2 separate regions of the Gossypium hirsutum genome follow, and region 1 is linked to region 2. The links are chromatin contacts, called in public Hi-C maps. All regions are on one chromosome and are shown on one strand. Each heading gives the region's core, a stretch centred on a gene start, on an enhancer-like site or on the middle of the called end of the contact. The rest is flanking DNA. Distances are from core to core; before and after follow the strand shown.

Region 1 (6,623 bases), core at 2,865-5,364, 55 kb before region 2:
GAGAATCATCAGTCGGCTTATTTTCCTCCCTCAAAGAGATCACTCTAAATGATTGTAACAAAATTAAGAAATTGTTTTCGGCTGATTGGGTTCTAAGCAACCTGGAAGAGATCAGTGTTATGAATTGTAGAGAATTGGAAGAAATAATAACAGAATCCGAGCAAAAAAGATTGGGTTCCAATAATGATACCATCAAATTCCCTTTCCCCAAACTGAGGAGGTTAGAATTGAGTAATCTAGTACAATTGCACCGCATTTGTAGTGAAAATGGAGTGATGGATTGTGATTCTCTCCAATTCATTAGAATAAGTTTTTGTCCAAAGCTAAAGCAGATTCCTCTATATCTTCCACAGCTTGAGATTGATGATGAAGGAAAACTATCTCCTTCTAATTCTCTCCAGAGAATCCAAGTATATCCAATAGATTGGTGGGAAGCAGTGGAGTGGGGGCACCCTAATTTCAATATTAAGAACGTTGTTCGACCCTTGCTCAAGTTTGGGGATGATAGGGGATGGTTTTAAGATGTATGATGAAGTCCGTTTAAAACCATAACAGTGTAAGCGAATCTTTTATCATACATTTGCAGATCTTTTTCTCTCTTTCTTTTAAGTGTTTATTATACTAATACTTGTCTTGGTCTATTGTTTTGGTAGATACAATTGAAGAAGACGAAGGTTGTGATGTTCTTTGCTTTTCAATTCTAGAGGTTTTAATTTTTAAAATTAGCTGCAATTCAAGATTCTTGATTAAATATTTTCTTTTTCTGCTGTAAAATTATTGCTTCATGACTTCAACTATCTTGTATTTGCATCTTGTACTCTTCTTTTAGTGATTATTTGGGTTTTATTGTTTTGGTTTTGATTTTTTTTTATCTTGTACTCTTCAATGGTTTGTCGAATTAGTGAAGCCTCTTTTGTCCGTGGTTTTTATCCTGTTCGGAGGAATTTTTCACGTAATATTTGTGTTCGATCTTTTTTACTTTTTCTATTCCGTTGTTTATACAGGTCGATATCCAAAGAGGTTATTTTATAAGTCTTTCATATTTGGCTCTTAAAAGGTTTAATTTTAATTTTGGTGATGCATTTATACTTTAGTATCTAATATATTAACAATGTACTCTCTTTTTTTATTCCATAAACAGTTTTAAAAAATAGTTATTTATTTTTTTAAAATATTTCTTTTTTTAATATTTATTAATATCTCTATATAACACTTATCAATCATTACTTCTACTTGTAAAGTCTAAAAGCTCTACTAATATAATTAATATTTTTCTTCCCCAAATTAAAGGCATTGTTTTTGTTGAGAGAGTAGAATTGAAGCAACTTTGCAATAAAAATAAAGTATGGATGGGATGTATAAGGGATAAATCCTAAAATTATACATGAATTAAGATTTAATGTATAATTGTATATATAAATTTTAATTTGATCCAATTCTTGTAAATTATTAAAATAATTATTGATATAACATCATTTTATGTTTTTATATTGCATACATAAATAATATATTTATCCAATATAAAAATAAATTAATGTATTATTTCTTTAAATGTGTATGATTAAATCAAAATTAAAGTTTCAAGTATACACTTGGACCCCAATTAGAGTTTTATGTGTGTAATTATACCAAATTAAATTTCATGTATACAATTAGAGTTTCAAGTATACACATTAAATATTTTTTGGGTAAATTATAAAAATAGTCAATTTTGTTTGTCTCGGATGACATTTTAGTCACTTATGTTTGAAATGTTACGTTTTAGTCACTTACATTATCATTTTGTTATGAAGTGACCACTCTACCATTAAGCTCTATTACCTCCCTAAATGCTATTCTACGTGGCAGTCCAAATGAGTTTTAAATGTTAACTTGGATGTCTTACTTGGCAGTTCAAATTTAATTTATTTAATTAAAAACTTATTTCCATCCCAACAAATGGACATCTAAGTTGGCATTTAAAACCTATTTGGACTACCACGTAGGACTGCCGTTAGGGAGGCAACGAAGTTTAACTGTTGAATGACTACTTTGTAACAAAACGATAACGTAAGTGACTAAAACGTAACATTCAAACTTAAAGTGACTAAAATGTAATCTAAGGCAAATAAAAGTGACTATTTTTGTAGTTTACCCATATTATTTTATAAAAATCTAGAATATAAATATAAATTTCAAAATAATATATAAAAATTAAAAATTTTGTATAAATTAAAATAGGTATTTAAGTTTTAGAAAATTGTAAAAAAAATCTTAAATTTTTAAATATATATTCTAGAAAATTAGATTAATGGTTGAATTAGTTAGATTATTTGTTCTTTAGTTAAATCGATTCATCTAATTTGATTAAAAATTCATAAAAATGAAAAAAATATATTAAAAATTTAATTCAATTGATTTAATTATACATTCAAACTTATTTTTTAATCCGGTCCATATTGATTTACGAACCAATTGATTTAACCTCTTATTTCCAACCACGAACCGATATCCTGACCGTTATCGATCTAGCTAGTTCCAAAAACCATGTTTAATTTTTTCTCTGTACATATTATTCTCGTTTGTACGGGTTAATTATAAATTTATTATACTAACCAAATAAGTAATGCAGTTAAAATCTTTAATTAAATTGCTAATTTAGAAATCAACTTCTCTGCAATTTAAATTTTAAAAATTAATAAAAATTGCTTTGCCTTTTTTAAAAAATTATAGCTGTTAATTAAACGGAAAATTTATATTTTAACCTTTCTAAAAAATTAATAATTCTATTTAACTATTTTTTATCTTTGATACCTAAAATAGTAAATTTTAAATTTTTGAAGGTAATATTTTAGCTTTGTCCCCTAAAATTTTGTAACTTTTTTGAGTGCTCCTAAACAATATTATTGACTTTCACAAGACAAAAACTTTCCCACCATGGCGGAAACATAAATCATATGTATCCTTTGGACCATTGCTATTCTTGCTTCCAAATTGATTGCCATTAAAGTTGATTATATACATATATATAGATAGACAGATAGATAGATTGATATACTTCAACTGATGACACTTAATCCATCTTCAGTTTGAACAAACAAAGCATTGGAAGTTCCGACAAAAGGAAACATTGGAAAGCCTAAGATAATATCAAAGAGCTAAGACAAGTAGCTGGGAGTTTCACTCCATGAAGAACAAAAGAATCTTACCCTTTTTTTCAGTTCTGAATTGCTTCTCTGAAACCAAGTTCTTCGGCAATCATGACATGTTTTCTTTCGTGTCGTGTTTATCGCAAGTGTAAAACAGTTGACCAAAGAGAATAACAACCGCAAAATAGCTCATCCCATTACAGTTTCGATTTGAATCTCCAGTCACTTCTAACTCCATCCCATTCGTCTCCTTTATATTCCGACCCCCAACATAAAATTCTTGATTTCACCTTTATGGAAAGATTTGGCACTCGAAACTTTTGTAGAGATGGAAAGAATGTTGATTGGAAAAGGTGGTTTTAAACCGTAACAAAACCTTAAATCTTGAACACTTGATGCAATAAGATGAAGTTGTTTGTTGATGGTCATCTAAACATCATTTCTGCGGGTGTATTCTATCGGTTCGATTATCCAAAAACTGCTTGAACAAAGAATTGGCGAGATGAAAAATGGCTTAGATGACCATAAACAAACACATTCAATAATGCATTTTCATGAAAAGAAAAAGAACATATCCAATCTTGCATGTAAAATCAAGAGAATATGTTGATAATGTAGGATTATCCATTTTGGTCCAAACCTGCAAGTCTTTGCTAACATCATCCACACTTCAATAAAAAGCATATTCTGAGGAATAATTCACATGAAAAAGCATATGCTTTCAGAATATACTTATATTAGACTCTAATTGATTGGTATATGGAGGAATGAGGGTTTTAATTACTGGGCCATGCATCTTTTGGCATCTTCCTCATGTGTAGCAAATTGGAACAAGTCATTGACCATTTGGATCTATCTTGCTTTGATTCTTTATTTTTTTTTAATATGTTTCAAGAAACTTTAAAATATATGTTGTTCATATCTGAAATTCAAGTATGGTTAAGCTGAGTTCACAAACTCTAGTGTGATTGTGAAGGCTGAGGAACTAACATGATGTTACGCCAAGTGTCAAAGATAGATAAGACAACGTGCTTCGATTCCTCATCGGCCGGGAAGGATAAGAAACCTTATGGTAATTTATATAATGATGATAACCTTGTGTTGATAATAGTTTGGCCCTCCCAATCATTAATTTTTCAATTTTCAAAACAAAAAAATTTAGTTTTGCCTCCAAAATTCTATAATTTTATTCCGATCCTTTCATATCAAATTCTTTATTTCGCCCTTCCTCTTAGGAGTGTGTTTAATTTAAAGAATGTAAATTACCTTTAATAATAAAATTACGAGAATGTAAGATTATAGTATGGAATATCGATTATGTTATATTACCTTATTTGGTTCACTCAGTTGGAATGTAATATTTTAATGTTTGGTTGACGGAGTATAATATTACCTAAAAAAATATTTTACTAAATTGTTGTTATAGAATTTGTTTTTATAACATTAAATTTAATTCCTTTAATACTTTTTTAGTCTTATTTTTCATTAAATTATGGTAAGTCTTATTTTTATTACATCTTATATTTTGAAATAATTTTATAAATAATAATTACAATAATTAAGAAAAGTAATTATATCACTAACCATAATTTATTGATCATAATTAACATACTAATAGTACATATAATAATTATAATTTTTTAAAAAAAACATCTATGGTTTCATTGTTAAGAGAAAGAGAGGGTTTTGTTTTTAATTAGACTTAAATTTTATTTAAGAAAAAAGAATGAAATTGTTTGAAATAATAAAAAAAGGGTAAATTTATCCAAATTTTTTAATTCCACCTGTAATCTGAAATAGCTTAAAGAATGTAAAGTATTAAGATTATACTTTATATTTCGATATTGTTTAGAAATGTGAGATTTCTTGTGGAATGTTACATAATGTGAACCAAATGCAAGTATAATAAGGATTTGATTGATTTTCAATCCATCAAGCATTTCATGTTAACTTACATCTAAGAAATATACTCAAATGTTAATAATTCTAAGTACCATGGAGACCCTTGTAATAGGAGTTAGGTTGTATTTTGCCCCTTCTATTAAAAAAATAGTAAATTAGTATTTGTACATTAGATTAAAGAGCAACTTAGTCATTTTTGTTATAAAGCTCATCTATTTTTACTTTTAAAAATTGGTCTCTATATGTCAACATGACGTGCATGTGGCACGCCATGTGTCATTGTCTGGTTATTTGGTTATGCACGCTTGTTTTTAACAGTACAAATAAATGAAATTTTTAATAAAAATTACTAATTTACTCTTTGATCTAATGTATAAAGATTAATTTACTAATTTATTTGAGGGAACAAAATACATTTTAACTTCTAATACAAAACGTATGATACTTTTATCAATTTTTATCAAGTAAAGAATTACAGAACAAATTTTATACTCATTTAGGATGAGTGGCTTACTAGGCCCGTAGGCTTAGACCAATTATAAATGGGGGCCTTATTCAAGGATTTCAAGCCCAAGTTTGGTCAACCAATCCACCATAATTTCACACTGTGAATCAAGTTGAGTTGATGATGCCTTAAAGCTACATTCTAAAAGCTTAAACTTTGAAAAATATTCGTTGGGTTTAGGTATATGCAAACAGAAAAATCCAAATTCTGAAAAAATATTTGTAATAAAAGGTGTATGTGGTTTGAATGAGTAGAGTTAGATTTTTGAATAATAAAAAATATTACTACTTTTCTATTCTATAATAAAATTTAAATTCAAAATTAATGTTAATTAAAAATTTAAATACAAATTATTTATTACTTTATTTGTGCATCAATCGGGTCAAATTTGTTAAACTAAAATAATTGATAAGATCACACATCTTAATTATATCATTTATATTCTCTATTCAAATAAATTAGTTCCAATACTTTCTTTCTTTCTTTTTCAAAATTGTACTGAATTAAAAAAAAATTCATTCCCAATAAGATGATATTGTTGAAAGGAGCAGTTATAAACTCTGAATAGGAACTGTAAAATGAATATACATAATATAATAAAAAATTAAAAAACTTTAAGCTAGTGAACATACAATATACCCAAACTCACGTCCTTTTACATTGATAGCAATGCTTATGTTAATCGAATTAAGACTCAACCGGCGAGATATTTTTAACTTAAATTTGAATGAGATGTATATCTCAAATTTGGTTTTGATGATCAAAGGTGAGGCTTATAAATAGGCTGCTTGTGTCGCATATTGAATGGTGCATTTTAAGGTGTTGTTTGATAAATTAAAAAAAATCAAGTGTTGAAAATTTAAGTACTGAATTTAGGTTATAAATTTTATTTGATATACTACTTAAAATTAATTACGAAATATAGTTAGACTGTTTGATAAATATAGATTTTAAATTATAAAAAATTTATATTCTACATTTTATCTTTATTTTTTTAAACATTTCACCTTATTCTAAACAAAAATTAAAATTTTAAATATAAAGTTTTTATAAGATAATATACCATTAAAATAAATATAAAGTAAAAT
Region 2 (6,444 bases), core at 3,774-6,273:
TCTATAAATTCATTAAGAGGATAAATATATATCTCATATTTTAAAGTTACTCCATATTTAAAACAACTTTTAACCACCGAGTACAACAAATATCACCATCTCACATAACTCCTTATTTAAATTGCTAAGGTTTCAGCCTTTACAAATTTGATTTCTTTAGGATTTCAACTGGGTTTAATTGGTATAATTATGATTTTGTTGCCAGCTGTAACGCTCTATTTTGCCTAAGATTTGACCCATCGCCCCCCACTATTGGACTACTACTGTCTAAGAGAACAATACTGGAGATTGTTCTTGGAGTCCTTGATTTCAGCTATTCTTAAGCAAACGCTAGTAATTCCTTCTTTAGTTGGATCTTTTGAAGTGGAGAAAAGAGTTTGGCACTAGCATTCTTTATTCCAAGCTATAGGTTCAAGTAAGCTTCAATAAATTGGCCATAGCATGCATCTTATATTCTTCTACTTGTGCTGCCTTTTATTCTGTTATTATCCCTAAATACACCCAAGTCTTATGTGAAAAATAAAATAAAATAAAGAACACACAAATTTTACTTGGAAACTCTTTCAGAACTAGATTGAAACACTTTATCCTAATTAATATAAAATAGATGGAGTTTAATAAGGTTTAAAAAACTTTATTCTAAAATAAAATAAAAGAAGTCTAGTTCTTTATGGATTTTACTTTTTTTTTTTTATTTTCTATCGTATTTTATTTAAATAAAAATTCGGGTATTTAATTCTAACATATTATGTTATCTTACTTATGTTGCATATATGACATTTTGTTCAGTCCCTTTATGTGGATCTCATATGCATATATGTCAAAATGAACTGCCTTATTGTGTCTGTAAGGGAAAATGTATTATTTGAAGACTAGATCTAGTGGTTTGGAGTTGGGACCTATGGTGTCAACAACCAGATCTGTGCTGTATCCTCCCATCATGTCTGTAATTTTAGTGAATTTTGTTTGAAGTTATAAGTACTGCATATGCTTAGAGGATTCAACCACTTAAACAAGCTCAGGTGGCTCTATTTGTATTATTGTAATTCTCCTTTTGATTTTCTAATATTCTTAAACAATATGCTAAATTTGATGCAGGAAAACTAGACCTTTTTAATGGCTGAACTCATCGGGCATATCCTTGATGTTATTAAGTTCATCAGTCGTAATGCTAGCAAATATCTAAAATTCCAAAGGAAATTCACTGAATACGTTGATGATTTCAATCAAGCACAAGCGGATTTGCGTGCCAAGGAGGCCGATTTTCAACAGCAGTTGGAAGACGAGCATCACTTCGGGAAAATGCCAAAGCAGGAAGTTAAAAGATGGTTTGAGAAAGTAGAGCAAAAGCTTGGTCATGCTCAACATGTTGAAGATAAAATCAGTAAAGGAAAATATCTGTTCCGCTCATGCTTGGGGAAGCTTGTTGATGAGGCGACTCAGGCAATGAAGGAAGTGCATGCTGAAGGAAATTTCTCCGGGGGCTAGGTTGTTAATGATCCTTCTACCATAGAGGTTAATCTACCTACACCGGAAGTAGTAGTTGCGACCAATGTTAGAGAAGAAATTTATCAGTACTTGATGGGAGATGCAGTTGGATTAGTTGGTGTGTGGGGGATGGGCGGAATAGGGAAAACAACTATTATGAAGGATAAATTTAGAAAATTGATTTGGGTAACTGTATCTTAAGTCTTCGATATTCGAAAGCTGCAAAAGGACATCGCTTCTCAATTGGAGAGAAACTTGTCAGATGATGAAAATATAACTGTCCGTGCAGGGAAGTTATCAGAAATGTTGAGAGGAGAAATGAGGTATGTGCTAATATTGGATGATGTATGGAGAAGCTTTTCCTTTGAGGATGTTGGAATCCTTGAGCCAATAACAACCAATGGATGCAAATTAGTGTTGACCACACGCTGAGAAAGGGTTGTTGAATCAATGGGATTTAAGAAAGTTAAAGTTCCTTGTTTTTCTATGGAGGAAGCCATGAACTTATTCTTAAGCAAAGCTGGACAAGACATGTTGCCCAATCCAACTTTAGAATCATTAATGGAACTTGCCGTGAGGGAATGTGGTGGACTTCCCCTAGCAGTTGTCACACTGGCTGGTTGTATGAGGGGAAAATCCGATCCTTGTATGTGGGAAGATGCTATAGAGGAATTACGAGGCAACATCAGAAACATCAACGATATGGAAGATAAGGTGTATGGATGTTTAAAATTCAGCTATGATCGTCTGCAACGAATAGACCAAGATTGCCTTTTGTATTGTGCATTATATCCTGAAGATGATGTAATCGATAAAGATGAGATCATTGAAAAGTGGATGGAAGAAGGGCTTATAGATGGAATGGGAAGTAGAAAAGCAATGGAGGGTAGCGGTCATTCCATTTTGCAAAAGCTTGAAGAAAACTGTTTGCTAGAAAGGGTTCAAGATAGGTCATGTATAAAAATGCATGATCTTGTTAGAGATATGGCATTGCATATCACAAGGAAAAGATTTCTGGTAAAAGCTGGTATGCAGTTGGAAGAGGTGCCAAACATGGAGGAATGGGGTGAAGATTTGGAGAAGGTTTCTTTAATGTGCAATTCCATCTCAACAATTCCTCAAACCATGAAATGCCTGAAATTTCCGAAGCTGACAGCATTGTTGCTCTCATGGAATGAATTGAAAGAAATTCCAGAATCTTTTCTTTGAGCACTTTCCTAACCTTGAGATTATTGATCTTTCACGCAATTATTTGGAGAGTTTGCCTAATTCTATTTCTAGTTTGGAGAAACAGTATTGTTACTTAGAGGATGTTGGAATTTAAGGAGTTTGCCTTGTTTATCGAAACTTCAAGCTTTGAAGAAATTGGATCTTGGAGGCAGTGGAATCGAGAAAATCCCTCAAGGTTTGGAAATGTTGGTGAATCTTAGATATCTCAATCTTAAACGTACCATTCGTCTAACGGGGATTCCTACTGGAACACTCTCAAAACTATGCCGGCTTCAGTATTGGGCAGTTCATTTTAAATTGGAAAGCGCAGAAGAGTTGAGGGAATTGAATAAGTTGGAGGTTTTTGAGGACTGGTTCCATAACGTGTGTGGCTTGAACACGTTTGCAAGTAAGAGAAAAACGCTTTATAAACTCTCCATTTGGTTTCTGAAATCACCTCTGTTCGTCCCCTGGTATTTAGTAATGTTGTTAGATTTAAAGGGATTAAAACTGATGTTGGAGATGAAATTATACTTCCATACGGCATCAAGGAATTAAGTGTACTAGAGTGCAGGGGTGTGAGAAGTATAAACGATATTGGATTGAGGGATGCAACTGATTTGAAAAAATGTGAACTTCGTGGTTGTAGTGAGTTGGAATCTGTAATTTCATCCCACTGTGATCAGCTTCAAAACTCGAGTCTCTGGATCTAATTGAGTTAGAGAATTTGAAAGTCATAGTTGAAGTTGGAGCTGGAGAATCATCAGTCGACAGATTTTCCTCCCTCAAAGAGATCACTCTATGGAATTGCGACAAAATTAAGAAATTGTTTTCAGCTGATTGGGTTCTAAGCAACCTGGAAGTGATGGATGTTAGGTATTGCAGTGAATTGGAAGAAATAATAACAGAATCCGAGAAAAAAAGATTGGGGAAACTGGTACAATTGCAGCGCATTTGTAGTGAAAATGGAGTAATGGGTTGTGATTCTCTCCAATCCATTACAATAAGTTATTGTCCAAAGCTAAAGCGGATTCCTCTATATCTTCCACAGCTTGAGATTGATGATGAAGGAAAACTATCTCCTTCTAATTCTCTCCAGAGAATCCAAGTGTATCCAATAGATTGGTGGGAAGCAGTGGAGTGGGAGCACCCTAATTTCAATATTAAGAACGTTGTTCGACCCTTGAAAGAGATTTGGTGAAGATGTTTGATGACGTCTGTTTAAAACTATAACCGTGTAAGCAAATATTTTATCATACATTTGCAGAATTTTTCCTCTCTTTCTTTTAAGTGTTTATATAACATATTAACCATAATAATTTATTACTACTTATATTTCAATAAGTGTTGAAATAATTTTATAAATCGTAATTACAATAATCATGAAAAATAATTGCTTCACTAGCCATAATTTAGTGATCATAATTATAATTATAATTAACATACCAATAAATAAATTCTTAGTGCATATAATAATTATAATTTTAAATACATCTATGGTTTCATTATTAACAGAAAGGGAGATTTTTGTTTTTAATTGTACTTGAAATTTTTTTTTCAAATACGAAATTATTTGAAATAATAAAAATAAATAGAAAATTTATTCAAATTTTTTAGTTTTGCCCGTAATTTGAAATAACCTAAAAAAATGTATGGTATTGAATTTATACTCTCTATTTCAACATTATGGTATTGTTTGAAAATGTGAGATTGCGGGTGGAATGTTATATAATGTGAACAAAATGCAAATATAATAAGGATTTGATTGATTTACAATCAATCAAGCATTTCATGTTAACTTACATCTAAGAAACATACTCAAATGTTAATAATTCTAATAAAAGAGTTTTATGATAAAAGTATCATAAAAGCCCTTGTAGTAGGAGTTAGGTTACATTTTATCTCCTCTATTTAAAAAATGGACAAATTAGTATTTGTGTACATTAGATCAAAAAATAAATTCGTTATTTCTATTAAAAAATTCATCTATTTATACTTTTAAAAACTGATCTCTATATCTCAACATGATGTGCATGTGCATGTGGCATGCCACGTGTCATTGTATAATTATTTGGTTAGGCACGCTAGTTTTTACAACACAAGTATGTAAAATTTTTAACAAAAATGACTAATTTACTATTTCATCTAATTTGTTTAAATAGAGAGGAAAACATACAATTTGACTCCTAATACATACCTCTAGGATACTTTTACCAGATTTTTTCAATTAAAGAATTACAAAACAATTTTTATACTCTTGTAGGATCTATCATTGGCGGAGTGACTTACTAGGCCCGTGGGCTTAGACCATTTATAAATGGGGGCCTTATTCAAGGATTTCAAGCCCAAGTTTGGTCAACTAATCCACTATAATTTCACACTGTGAATCAAAACTATGTTGAGTTGATGATGCCTTAAAACTTTATAAATAATATAAATGATCAAAACTACAATTAATATACTGAACATTTAAAAAGCTTGTAACTGTGTAAATTCAGCTAAATGAGTTACCGTGTAAATCATGACACAAGAAATTTAACATAACTAAAGCATGTCATTATGAAAATTAAATGGTCATAATATATAAATATATACTTTAAACGAATTATTAATGTGTAACGTTTAATTTCAAAAAAGAAAATTAATGCGTAACATTTTATATAAAATTATAATATTTCACACAAGAAATAAATAAATAAAAATGATATAAACCATTTATATTTTTAAAAACTGAATTATTATGATAAATTATATAAAATATTGTAACACCCCACACCCGGTCTAAGCTTCAAAGGTCAAGTCTGGAAAGTTATATTGACGCCACTAGTAAAACCCACCTTCTTATAAACAAAAATAACATAAAACTATTCGACAATTAATAACAGTAATAAAAAGAAATCAATCGATCATTCAACAATCTAGAAGTTGTACTACTAAGGAGTATTGAAACGTTTAACACTATAATAACGGGGTGATAAAGCAGATTGACCGAGCTTCCGTCACCCCAACTCGATCAAGACTGTGAATTACCTGAAAATCAGTTAACAACAAATGAGTTGTGAACTCCAAGTATAATAGGAATAGATTCAACTAAAGCACATTTATAATAATAAATTCTTGGATCTCAAGTCCAATCGGAATCAGAGAGTATTCAGTACAGATTTAACGTATCAGTTATATGGCAGAACAATTCTAATTCAGATACAGAACATATCAGAAACAGATGCAGTCATTCCTACCCCTATTCGCTACCCACTATCTTCGACCATCCTAACACACGATATAGGGTATTAAATATCGATTCATCCCTACACACCACTTAGTGTCGATACAACACTTTCTAGAATATTTGTAGGTTAACTACCAGATCAATAGGCGAATACACAACAAATTCACATATAAGTCGTGGCTTAGCCATTGAATCAAAATAAATCACTTCCTTCTTTACATAATTCTCACCCAATGCAAATGCAGTTATAGATGTAAAAAATGTACACATAGTCGTTCAGATTCAATTCATAGTTAGGTGGTACAGATCAATATCATCAACAGGCATCATAGTCAATATACATTTGCGTAATCAATATCTCAGTCTCAGATTTTCAAGTAGCACTCATACGATCTAATTTAGATCATAAGTATACTATGGAGGGCCTACGTTTGCATTAAACAATGCTCACGGCCTTAAAGATGAATTACAAATCTGACCTACACGCCCGTGTGGCACCACATGCTCGTGTGCCCAGT

What was found. A called contact is a pair of places that touch in the nucleus more often than the background predicts.
Region 1: a Hi-C map of leaf shows a contact between it and region 2, with 2.8 times the contacts expected there. The contact joins two enhancer-like sites. A contact is called at or near these places in 5 of 34 Hi-C or Micro-C datasets (callus and leaf).

Annotation. Positions count from the first base shown.
Region 1 is chrA10:110,800,447-110,807,069 of Gossypium_hirsutum_v2.1, reverse strand. It overlaps the pseudogene LOC121208099 and the pseudogene LOC107934536. Among protein-coding and RNA genes, the nearest start is that of LOC107934532, 19 kb to the right of the region's middle. Within about 2 kb of position 4,114, at least 8 of the 9 cell types and tissues checked have an H3K27ac peak or open chromatin away from gene starts, as enhancers often do. A contact at or near this core is called in leaf, where this site is marked.
Region 2 is chrA10:110,746,785-110,753,228 of Gossypium_hirsutum_v2.1, reverse strand. It overlaps the pseudogene LOC107934540. Among protein-coding and RNA genes, the nearest start is that of LOC107950327, 15 kb to the left of the region's middle. Within about 2 kb of position 5,023, at least 8 of the 9 cell types and tissues checked have an H3K27ac peak or open chromatin away from gene starts, as enhancers often do. A contact at or near this core is called in leaf, where this site is marked.